Linked DNA regions of Mus musculus: region 1 is linked to region 2. Evidence: chromatin contacts called from public Hi-C data. All regions are on one chromosome and are shown on one strand. The core of a region is the stretch at or near the end of the contact, and the rest is flanking DNA. Distances in the headings are between cores, read along the strand shown. Region 1 has its middle 18 kb from the start of Gm13481. Region 2 overlaps Gm13481 (predicted gene 13481).

Region 1 (5,964 bases), core at 3,429-5,928, 220 kb before region 2:
AACTGAGATCAGCCGGATTTGAATCAGTCCTCCTGGAGAGGAATTTGGGCCAGAATAGCTGAGTTGAACCAGCCAGCCAGAAAGAACCAGAAAGGGTGAGCTTATTCAGCAGTAAGCTTCCAAGACATCAATTATATTAGGGGAATAAAATCACATTTACATTAAGCTATCATGGGCTTACTTACCTATTATTTTTTTTATGGTGAGACATTTGGAATATGCTATCAGTTAATTACAGTCATACAGTTGATTATTGTTGACTAGTCATCCCCGGTGCAATAAATCTCAATATCTATTCATGTAGCCTGTCTGGGGCTAGTTCTCCATTCCTCCCTCTTCAGCACCTCTAGCCTCTGGCAATCATCATTGTTATTTCTGCTTCTGTGAGTTCAGCTCCTTTTGGATTTCATGTGTAAGTGAGATCACACAGTATGTGTCTCTCTATGCTTGTCGTATTCCATTTACCAAATGTCTTTCACATTCTTGCTTGCATTTTCAAATGACAGGTCTCCCTATTTTAAGGCTAAGTAGTATTCATATGCATATATGTATAAATATTACATTTCCTTTATCCATTCACCCACTGGTGTACAATTAACTAAGTAGCTTGGCTAATGTATATAAGACACTGAACACAGGACTTTAAGTGTCTCTTTTATATATTGATTTCAATTACTCGGTGTGTACAGCCTAAAGTGGTATTACTGTATCATATGACTGGGTGTGTTTGTTTGTTTGTTTGCTGAAGCATTTTCATACCATTCTCCATAATGGCAACACTAATTTATATTTTCATCAACAGCATACAACATGAGTGGTCTTTCCTTTGCATCCTTATGCATTCAGATTCCATCTTATCTCTGACAGAAGCCAGAGGTGTGAGGAAGTGTTTATTTCACTATGGGTTTGACTCACATTTCCCATTGATGAGTCACAGAGCATCTTTTTATTTACCTATTACACTCGTGTGCTTTCTTCTGAGAAATGCCTCCTTAAGACTTTTTAAAATTAGTTATTTGTGGTTTGCTACTGAGTCATTTGATTGCCTTATAAGATTTGAATATTAACCCCTTCTTTTCTTTCGCTGTTATAGCTTTTTTTTCTTTAGTGTGGATCTCATTTCACCTCGTGGGGCTATGGGATAGCAGTGGCTCTTTGCTATAGCAACCCACATCTGGCATTTCTTTCTGTTTCACTACTTGTCTTGGCAAAAGATTTGCATTATAAGCATGCCTGGTCTTTTTTTTTTTTTTTAAATATAATTATGAAGTTAAAATAAAGTTTTCAGATTCTGGGAAATCCTTGTATAGATACCACACAGACATTATAGGTGGTATTTTTGATAGTGATTTAATAACCTAAGGTAGTGTTGATGATGTCACGTCAAATGCAGAAGGAGAGAATGTTTTGTATTTGCTACTCTCGTGCCTATCAGTCACAGTTCAGAGGACAGGAGGGATCACTGACCATGCTTGTTACCAAGTCTTTGTGCTTAATACTCTATTCTACATGGAATTTTTAAAAAAAGTCTTGGGGAACATCTGTGACTCCAAGCTCATACACATTTTTACAAATACCTGGGTGCAACCTTTCCATGCCGATCATTAGAAGAAGAGTGTAATTTTTAAAAATAAAATCCAAGATAGGGTTTGTAGACATTAGAGAGTCTTACTAGGTGCAAGCTTAAACAAAATACATACTTAGGTTTAGTGGTCAATCAAAAGGGCCCATGAGTTGAGGTAGGAGTGTCTTCAGAAAAGTCACATTTCCTTCCCGCTAGATCTCAAAGGGCAGGGAAGTAGGTACTCTTATTTATTTTTTTTTTTAAAGTTTTTTAGCTATGAGCATATATTGTCTTATAATTAGAAAAGAGAAAAATAAAAACCTCCAATTTGCTCATATGCATATCCTCATTAGTGTGTTCATGTGTGTGGCCAAAACTAGACCATGTGTTCATGGATATGCAAATTATAGTGACTTTACCCAATTTACCCATAAAGAAAGGCTACCCAGGCTGCTTACTTGGTATTTATAAGTCTCTTCTAGGATTTTCTTCAACTTGGTTGGTTTTGTCAAGCCTTAGTGCACAGATAAACACCGTTCATCTACTACTAGACCACTGCCTTTTCCTGGGTGACAACCTTGAACTGAATGTCCATCAGGAAAAGGAGTTTATTGGAAGTTTGTTAAAACCATGGAACTATGAAGGCAACAGCGTTGTAGATGTTAGCTTGTAGCAGAGTCCACAAAGTCTTGTCACCAAAACCTGTAGCCCCAGGGCTAACTCAGACTCTCCATCCCAATACTGTGTGCCCACTCTGCTACCCAAGGTTCTGGGATTCTGAGAGCTGTTAACCCTCAGAGTTCACATATGCAGGTTTCTTAAGTCATTGCTATACTATAGCTCCCATCCTGTGGCTCCGTTTCTGGTCTGTATGGATCCTTCCCAGGACAACTGACAAAGACAATAAATACCCTTAGAGAGAAAAAATCCTAAATCCCTGCCCTGAAAGGCGTGTGGCTGGGTTCCAATGTTAACAGAAAAAGTGTAAGTTATCTAAAAAAAAAAAAAAAAAAATCAATATTTTTCTGAGCTTTTCAGTTATCAGTTCCACATAGCAGACTTCAGTGACCCAGTTCAGGCTCCTCTGAAATTATCATTCCATTTTTTTTCTCTTCTCCAGCCTGAAATCAAGGTCCAGCCTGTGTAGTTGCCCTTCATTACCCTCCACTTGTAAATAGCATAAGTAAAATGAAATGCATACATACACATGCATTTGTCTACATGAACACATACACACAGGGCCAGGCCAGGTATGTACATATATTCACACATCTTTGTGGAAGAAAAAGCAACAGGGTCCTTGTCATAGTGGACAATAAGGAAAATTATCTCACTGAAAAAACAAGTGTGTAGAAACTTGCTAAACCCCGTACTCCGTGAACTTCTGTTGGTTTATATTACCATACAAAACATTTATTTTCTCATTGAAAGCACCGGAATTCAGTTTACTTCATCATTTTCTCTAAGAACAATAATGGGTGGAGACTTCCTTTGCATCTGGGTCATTGATGAGTTCCGCTTGAACCAATTTCCTCCAACCAGAAGAACAATCTATTCAGCTGTGTACTTCTCTTGACAGGAAAAAATGTGTTAGGTTTTGACATTGTAGTTTTCTAGAAGAGGGGAAGGGGAAGTTTTAATTTAGAAGAGACTGGGTCTCCTGAAGTCTGGGCTGGCTTTGAACTCCCTATCCTCCTGCCTCTGCCTAAGTGCTGAGATTACAAATAAGCACCACCGTGACCCAATAGAGTCCATACTTCATACATCATGTTCTGTGGGGCTTATTTTCTGCGGCAAGTATTTGTAGAAACAGATGCAGCAGTGACAAATAGTAGCTTTTTTCACCTCTTTGTTCTTCTTTGGAATTATTAGTGCCTTGGACTCTCTACCTTTGAGGTTGTAAGTTAGTGCAGAGACTGGCCTAGACTCCCGGTTCAGGGTCTTAACAGCAGCAGAAGGCAGAGGAGAAAAAGCAGTGTTCTTCATGCAAGGCCGTATTCTCACAAGCCCTTGATGTCAGATTGTGCACTCTAAAGCGCTGGATATACCTTGGTGGTTCTCAAAGCTCTTCAGGGCTTCTGTGGTCCAAGAGATGGATGGGAAAGCTAAAAGACTAAAAGGACAAGTTTTATATATATAGGTGATTCTTTTAGGCAAGATGGAATTTGGCTAGATGGAAATGATCTTCAAGCGTTTATGAGTGAAAGGGTGTAGAGATATAACTGGAAAGATCTCACTTTGTGTTGCCCCAAAGTGACATCAATAGAATATTAACAACCCGACTGAAATGGTAATTTTTTGTATTCTACCCATAGTCCTTAGCCATAGCCAAGTGAGTGTTTCCTTTTTGATATCCACCTCAAGTTCTTCCCACTCTCCTAGTCCTCACACACCATTTTGTTAATTATTTATCTTTAAAACTACTGCTGCTTGCCCTAACTAGGATGGCCACCTCAGTAAATATAACATACAACTGTCTCCACCACTAACAGATTTCTCTTCCTTCTCCTCAGCCCCATCCCCCTCATCTAAGAGTGACAGGCTCTTTAAGAACCTCTCCCCCACCACACTTTCTTCTAGAGAACTCTGTTTTTGAATGTCTGTTTGGGTGTCGTAGCTATACATTTTCACATTTACTTTTATGGTAAATTTTCCTCCCTTGAATACCTATGCCCCACTGAATGGGTTATAGTTATTTGTCATCTTCAGTATTAGTTTCTGTTTTACATTCATTCATGTATTCAGTAAGTATTTACTGAATGTCTGTTCTAGTCCAGACATTGTGCTTGGCACTGGTAGCAGGAAGAAGAGCAAGGCCAGGGGGCTGAGCTCAAGCAGAGAAAGATTGCTTGTAAGATGCTCTGGTTTGGTATGTGCCTAGAGACAGATAAAAAGTGAGGACTTATAGGAATTTTAGAGAGGAGGGGACCCCTAACTTCAGCAGAAAAGCTTCACATGGGACTGGGATGGATCTTGCAAGAGGCGTTGAAGAGGAAGACTGTTCTAGGAAGAGAGATCAAGACATGCTGAGGCAGAGGTATGACGTGGCCTGGTGTCTTTGGTGACTGATGAGCTGATAAATGGTGCTTAAGAAACGCTGTGTGGATGTGGTTTGACAGTGGGGAAAAAGAGATGAAGGTGATAATCTGGGACCAGCTTGCCACAGGCCTCATCTGCTGTGTGAGGTGGAGATGTTTGTGCATTTTGTTTTCAGAGTACAGTAATTCACAAGAAAAGAACAGACAGACTCAGAGTTATTTGATAGAAGTAGATTTCTGGTACAGAGATGGGCAAACAAGTCCCAATCTTAATTTTAAAAAAAAAAAATGAGGTTGGACTCCTGGATTTTGGAAAACAAAACAGGAAAAGCTAGGAGCTGTTGTAGATGGGATAACACAACCAAATAGATGACAGTGCTAAGAGACATGCAATAGAGAAGGATAAAGGAAGACCTTAGCTGAGAAAAGACCTTTGCTATAGGTGGGAGGCTAGGGGCTATCTGGTATTCAAGCTATGGTATTCAAGTAAAGGATAAATAAGTTGACAGTGTTCCCACAAGAACCACGTACTAACAAAACACCTAGTATCAGGCAACATAAACTTCCTTTTGGAGAGTTGGCCAGGGTAGTCTAACTGAATTCCAAAACAAAACAGAATATGGACAGTAACTCTTTGTTGTCTCTCAGGAGTTGGACCCCCATTGCTGAAGACACCAATCATTTAATGTATAAGACTTGATGATTCAAGGTGGCTCTGAGTTGAAAGCCTCTTCTCTGTGTTCTAGCTTCTATGAAATACGATCAAGGCTTCCAAGAGAGGGAAGCAATAAAGAGGCCTGCTGAACTGTAACACCTATGAACCTTAACAATGACCAGCATGGCAAGATACCCACGAAGGCACACTGATTGGCACACAAATGTCAGTCACCAGCTGTCTAATTGAACTTCAAGGCCACTCAACAAGAGAGATGTCACTCATGATACTGAAAAACTAACTAGCTTTCCTGGGATAGGAAGCTAATGGACATTAGCAAAATAGCTGCTACTATCACTTGCTAGAGCAGCATATTCTGTCCTATATTGTAAATCTTATCCTTATACCCATAGGTAAATGTAGCTACTACCCCCCATCAGATAAGCCTCTCCATACAGCAAACTATCACAGCAAACTATAACTGGACACAATGTAGAAATCAACAGATCATGGGATCCTAGCCCCAGTGGATACATCTGCACCACAGCTTCTGTATTTATGGTTTGGGGAACATCAGGGAAAAGGAGGCTGGAAGATTTTAAGAGTCAGATTACCAGGTTGTCTTCTGTGAAACAGTCTCTTGTAGAAATGGCTAAATAAACAAGACCAGAACAATGGGAACATCAATAGACATATTAATGAGAAAG
Region 2 (5,927 bases), core at 244-2,743:
AGTAAATACAAAACAATTCTTAAAGTTTAGTAAACATCTGTCTTAGGTGCTGGCCCAGTCTTTCAGAGGGCAGCTATACCAGCACCTGACTAAGACAAATGCAGATACTCACAGCCAACCATTGGACTGAGCCTGGAGACTACAATGGAAGAGTTAACAGAAGGACTGAAGGAGCTCAAGGGGATTGCAACCACATAGGAAGAACTACAGTACGAACTAACTGGACCCCTCAGAGCTCCCGCAGACTAAACCAAGACCGATATATGGTCTTGTCTATGGATCCTGATATATATGTAGCAGAGGACTGCCTTATCTGGCATCAATGGGAGGGGAAGCACTAGGTCCTGTGGAGGATTGATGCCCCAGAGAAGGGAGATGCTATAGGGGTGAAGCAAGAGTGAGTGGATGGGTAGGGGAGTACCCTTATAGAGGGAATGGAGAGGTGGATGTAAGGGGAGGGGGTGTAAAGGAAAGACTGGAAAGGGGGACAAAATTTGAATGTAAACAAAATAATTAATAAAAAATATAGTAAACAAGACTAAGCTAGATAGATAATAGACTTCTTGAATATTATATACTCAAAGAATGGACAACTGGTAGAAAATCTTCTGGTTATTTCACTTAGGTTTTATAAAGTTCTTAATCTATAAAGCAGAACACGGTCAAATAGAGATGTATATTTTACACTAGGCTCTAAGGCAAACTAGGTGAGTGACTATTCATAAGTTTATTTTCTGTAAAATAAGGCCAGTATGATCAAATTCTCTGAGTTGCAACAAGTGAAAGTATTATAATAAAGACTGACGTGTCCTCTGAATACACTCTACAGAGAAGAGGCTCTTCTTATTATGACAACTCATTATATTTTTTATGCTTTTCAAAGCTCTCTCATTTTGATCCCCTTTTGGGTCTCTCATACCTATGGCAATGATTCCAAATATGAACTAAGAATAAAATTACCAAAATGCACTATTCGATCACTCTTGCATCTCAGTTGCTTAAAAGGGTCAAAAAATAGTATAACCATGTGTTTTTGAACCCACATAGTTCTTTAAATAAAAGGGAAAATCCTAATAGAATCCTATGGTATTGACATAGTAGGGAATTACAGTAATTATGCAAATTAAAATAAGTCAACAAGATTCAGAACACAATACACGATAAGTAATGTTTTTTAAAATAACAGTCACTGAGCCTGGTCATTTGCACTTAATAATAGGATCAGGAGGGAGCCTAGTGTCTGAGGAGAACAGCTGTGGTAATAGATGTATTATAGCTTTGATAGGTTCACTCGAATAGTTTTATTTTTTTGTTTGCTTTAGATTATAGAATGCTCCCATAGCGCCATGCTATTGAAATTCCCATCATTCCCAGGGCTTTAATTAAATGATTGGATTTGACAGAACTTGAATCGAGGAGGCCCAGCACTATGTCAGTTTATGCCAGGATGATAGTATCAGAGCCCTGGCAAGTACATGCTTGGTTTTAATTTATGTCTCATTGTGACGCATAAGAAACATATGCCTCTGTGTGATTTGTACTGGATAGGCCATATCACAGTGATACTGTCCTCATAAAACCCACAAGATGGATGATATATTTCTTGGTTTAAGGATAAATTTGGACGTAAAAATGCAAGGTTGACTGAGGTTGTAGCCACTTTAATTCTGTTCTGTAAAGAAATTAGACATCACTCACAGCAGTTTAACACCCTCGCTTATCCACAATCTTTCTATCTATCCCATAGATACCTTGTTGAATAACAGGAGTCAGTATTTTATTCTACCCGATGTAGGAGATGTTGGAACAGTAATCTATGAAATGGAAACACTGATTATAAGCAGGTTTGTGGTTTTTCTGTCTCTAGTTAAAGCATCTTTGCATGTGGATCAGTATCTACATCCTGGATAACAAAAACACACCCATTTCATTATGAGTAACTGAGCTTGCTAAATTTTAAACCAAAACTAGTACTGAAGCTTGGGTGTATAGATAGAAGATGTGTGACTTAACAGTTCTTATTCATAGCTCAGGCATGACAGAAGCAAGTCTCATTTCTGTCTTGTTTGTTACTATTTTGCGTGCAGACCTAGGACTTTGATGTGAGTTTCATGATTGATAGAGAAGAAAATGCATAATAAACTTGAAAATATTGGACTAATAAAAAAGCATTCTTTTAGTAAAAGAGAAAAATAGGAAAATAGAGACAATTTCATGTCTGGTTGGGTTAAGCGCCCTCTAAAGCAGACAGAGAGATTTGTCTATAGCAGCACCCATGAAGTCTTACTGTATATTTTTACAATGTTTATTTATGCAGGGGTAAGTGTTGTAATGATACTTAACTGTTTTAGTCCAAATTGTGATACAGGGAAGGTAGATCCTCTCAGATTATTTTTCTTACAATGTGCCTTCCATCTTTTCTCCTTTGTGCCTATCTTGAATCTGGTCTTGTAATTCCCTCCATAGTAAGATTCAGATACATATTTTTCTACTATGCCTCTCTTCCTTTAAAAGCCTGATCTTTGTTATCTTTAGTGACTGCCAATCTTCATCTAGAAACATTGATATATTAGCAGAGATAGTTTCCTGAATATATTTCCTATAGTTGGATCTGAAATAACAGGTATATGTGAATCAAACATTCTGAGGCAGGCATCCTTTTACCACATTATTCAAATCACATCACAAGAGATAATAAGATGCCACAGAAAACTGGAGACAGGAGTTACAAACTTTGTTTTATGAACTTGCACTTAAGTTGCATTCTTTTAAACTGTGATGACTGCTCAGATTAAAAGCTTGTCAAAAAAGATCCCAAAATGCATGGTGTATTATCTTATTGTTGAGTAAGCCTCCCATGGAGAATGATGGAAAAGTTGGACAAAATATAAGAACATTTGTGCAAAGAATTTGGAGAGCACCTGAGGCAACTTAGGAGCCATGTTATTTTTGGATGCCTAATTAGACAGGCAAATAGATGATAAGTAGAAATAAATAAAGGTAGATAGATGGATACATAGATAATTTCTAATGCTAGGGTTGAACTCAGTGACTGGCACTTTGCTAAGCCAGTGCTCTGTACAGATCTTTCCTCCTAGTTTCTGGCCTGATATTTTGTGAGCTGATTTTTTTTTCTTGGAAGATATTCACTAGTTCTTGCAGTTGTGAGGCAAAGAAACCTACAGAATTCTGATGACTCAATATATAAAAGAAAGGAAAATTGAAGTTCAGAGTTCTAAAAGCTACCAAGACTTGAGAGATCTAGAGGCCAGAGTTAGAAAGTATAGAGAAACCAGCTTCTCCCTTGATGTTTTGTAGAACTGTGCATGCTCATTTTTCTGTACATGTGTACCATGTGCATTCCAGAGCCTACATAGGTATGAAGAGGGCACTGGATGCCATGGACCTGGAGTTAAGCTGCTTTGTGGGTTCTGGGAACCCAATGAAGATCCTCTGCAAGAGCAATGAATGATTTAAACTGTAGAGTTATCTATCTAGACTCTTTTGTTGAATTCTTATACAGAGTAAAGTTAGGTATTATGAATTAATTTGAAAATATGTCTTAGTTACCATTCTAGTGCTCTAGGAAACACTCTGACCAAGGAACCTTATAAAGGAAAGAAAATGGTATGAGTTCTGTAACCTTTAGGCCCACCTCGGAACATACCTTCTCCAACAAAGCTACACATCCTATTTCTTCCCAAATATTTCCAACAACTGGGGACCACATATTCAAATACATGAACCTATGGGGACCATTCTCATTCACTCTCCATAGCTTTACTATGTAAAACAAAATAAGATTCTATAAGATGCGGACCAGATTGGTAAACAACAGAATGATAAATAACTATAAAAGTTGAAAACCAGATTTGACTTAGCTTAATCTAGGATTGGGTTAGGTTAACATAGAACTAACCTAGCTCGCTATTGTTGTCTTAAATCCGTATAGTTTCTTTATGCAGAAGAGCTCTGCAAGTTTATTTTATTTTTAACAAAACAAGAGGAATAGAAGATGTGGAGATAAAGAAATAGTGGGAGTAAAAATGAAGGGTATGTGAAAAAATCATTTGGAAGCTTACTGTCTGGTAACACAATTAAAAAACAAAAAGACTTTGAAGGTATACACCACACAATGACAGAAAATAGCATCCTTAGAAGTAATAGGTCATGTAATAAATACTTCATTGTCAAATGTGGACTACCATTGCAGGAGATATTGGTTAGAGAAGACCTTGAGGTACTCAGAAGTAAATAGAATTGTGTCATTTACTTTTCTACTCTGTGATAAAATACCACAATCAAGGTAACTTGCTGAAGCTAGGGTGTGTTAGTCTTACAGGATCTGAGGGATAAGAGTCTCTTATGGAAGGGAAGCACAGTAGCAAGTTGTAGACTGGAGAAAAATGTTGAGGGTTCACATCTTGAATGACAACCAGGAAGAAGAGAGTTAACAGGGGCTGGCTTGTTGCACTGAACCCTCAAAGCCCATCTCCAGTGACATCCTCCTCCACCATAACTCTCAATAGTACCACAAACTAGGGACTAAATGCCAAAGTATATGGAAAACATACCACTTGTACTCCCTTGCTAGTATAGCCTCTGGGCATATCAACATGCAAAATGCATTTGGCACAACTTCAAAAGTCTCCATAGTCTTTTAGTATCAATGATGTTTAAAAATTCAAAGTCTCTTCTGAGATTCAAATTAATCTCTTAACTGTAACCCCTTTAAAATAAAAGAAGCAATTTTCTACTTCTGGTATATGAAAACAGAATATAAATAACAATAATAAATATGATTATTTATTTCATTGTATTTCTTTCTTTACCACTTGCCTTTTCCATTGTGGACCTCCATAAGAGGGTTTGCTTATTATCTTTGGACAGAATTAATACTAGCTTGTCTTGAAATCCCTACCTCAAAAGAAATTAATGCACTATTCTTAAATTTAGACACAGGTAGTTTTTAGGACAGGGGCCGAAAACAGCCACATTTTCCCCTCAGATTAACAAGATCAGTCTTTAGTTTCAGTTGCTATCATTTTTCCCTCTTATATTTCTATTTTTTAAATTTCTTATTACATATTTTCTTTATTTACATTTCAAATGTTATTCCCCTTATTTCCAGGAAAAGTTATTTCCTGGTTTTCCTTCCAAAAACCTTCTAACCCATCACCCCTCCCCCTGCTCACCAAACCACCCACTGATTCCTTGTCCTGGCATTCCCCTACAAGGGGGCATCAAGAATTCTCAAGACCAAGGGCCTTTCCTCCCATTGATGTCCAACAAGGCCATCCCCTGCTACATATGCAGCTGGAGCCATAAGTCCCACCATGTCTACTCTTTGATTGGTGGTTTAGTCCCTGGGAGCTCTGGGGGTACTGGTTGGTTCATATTGTTGTTCCTCCTGTGGGGCTACAAGCTCCTTCAGCTCCTTTGGTCCTTTCTATAGCTCTTCTGTTAGTGACCTTGTGCCCAGTCCAATGGTTGGCTGAGAGCATCAACCCCTGAATTTGTTATGCACTGGAAGAGCTTCTCAAGAGACAGTTGGATCATGCTCCTGTCAGCAAGCACTTGTTGGCATCTAATAGTGTCTGGGTTTGGTGAATGTATTTGGGATGGATTCCCAGGTAGGGCAGTCTCTGGATGTTCATTCCTTCAGTCTCTGCTCCACACTTTGTCTCTGTAGCTCCTTCCATTGTGTTTTCTTCTCCCTTCTAAGAAGGATCATAGTATCCACACTTTGGTCTTCCTTCTTCTTGAGTTTGATGTGTTTTGCAAATTATATCTTGGATAATCCCAGCTTCTGGGCTACTGTCCACTTATCAGTGAGTATATGCCATGTGTGTTCTTTTGTGATTGGGTTACCTCACTCAGGAAGATATTTTCCAGTTCTATCCATTTGCCAACGAATTTCATAAATT

What was found. Hi-C and Micro-C count contacts between places; a contact is called where the count stands out from the background.
Region 1: a contact with region 2 is called in a Hi-C map of Th2 cells, with 2.1 times the contacts expected there. The contact joins two enhancer-like sites. A contact is called at or near these places in 4 of 484 Hi-C or Micro-C datasets (Th1 cells, Th2 cells and group 2 innate lymphoid cells).

Annotation. Positions count from the first base shown.
Region 1 is chr2:48,471,950-48,477,913 of GRCm38.p6, reverse strand. No RefSeq gene overlaps it. Among named protein-coding and RNA genes, the nearest start is that of Gm13481, 18 kb to the right of the region's middle. Within about 2 kb of position 4,678, at least 31 of the 459 cell types and tissues checked have an H3K27ac peak or open chromatin away from gene starts, as enhancers often do. A contact at or near this core is called in Th2 cells, where this site is marked.
Region 2 is chr2:48,245,712-48,251,638 of GRCm38.p6, reverse strand. Gm13481 (predicted gene 13481) reads left to right here. Exons shown (of 6, transcript NR_166463.1): 3 at 1,748-1,844. Among named protein-coding and RNA genes, the nearest start is that of Gm25338, 140 kb to the left of the region's middle. Within about 2 kb of position 1,493, at least 3 of the 459 cell types and tissues checked have an H3K27ac peak or open chromatin away from gene starts, as enhancers often do. A contact at or near this core is called in Th2 cells, where this site is marked.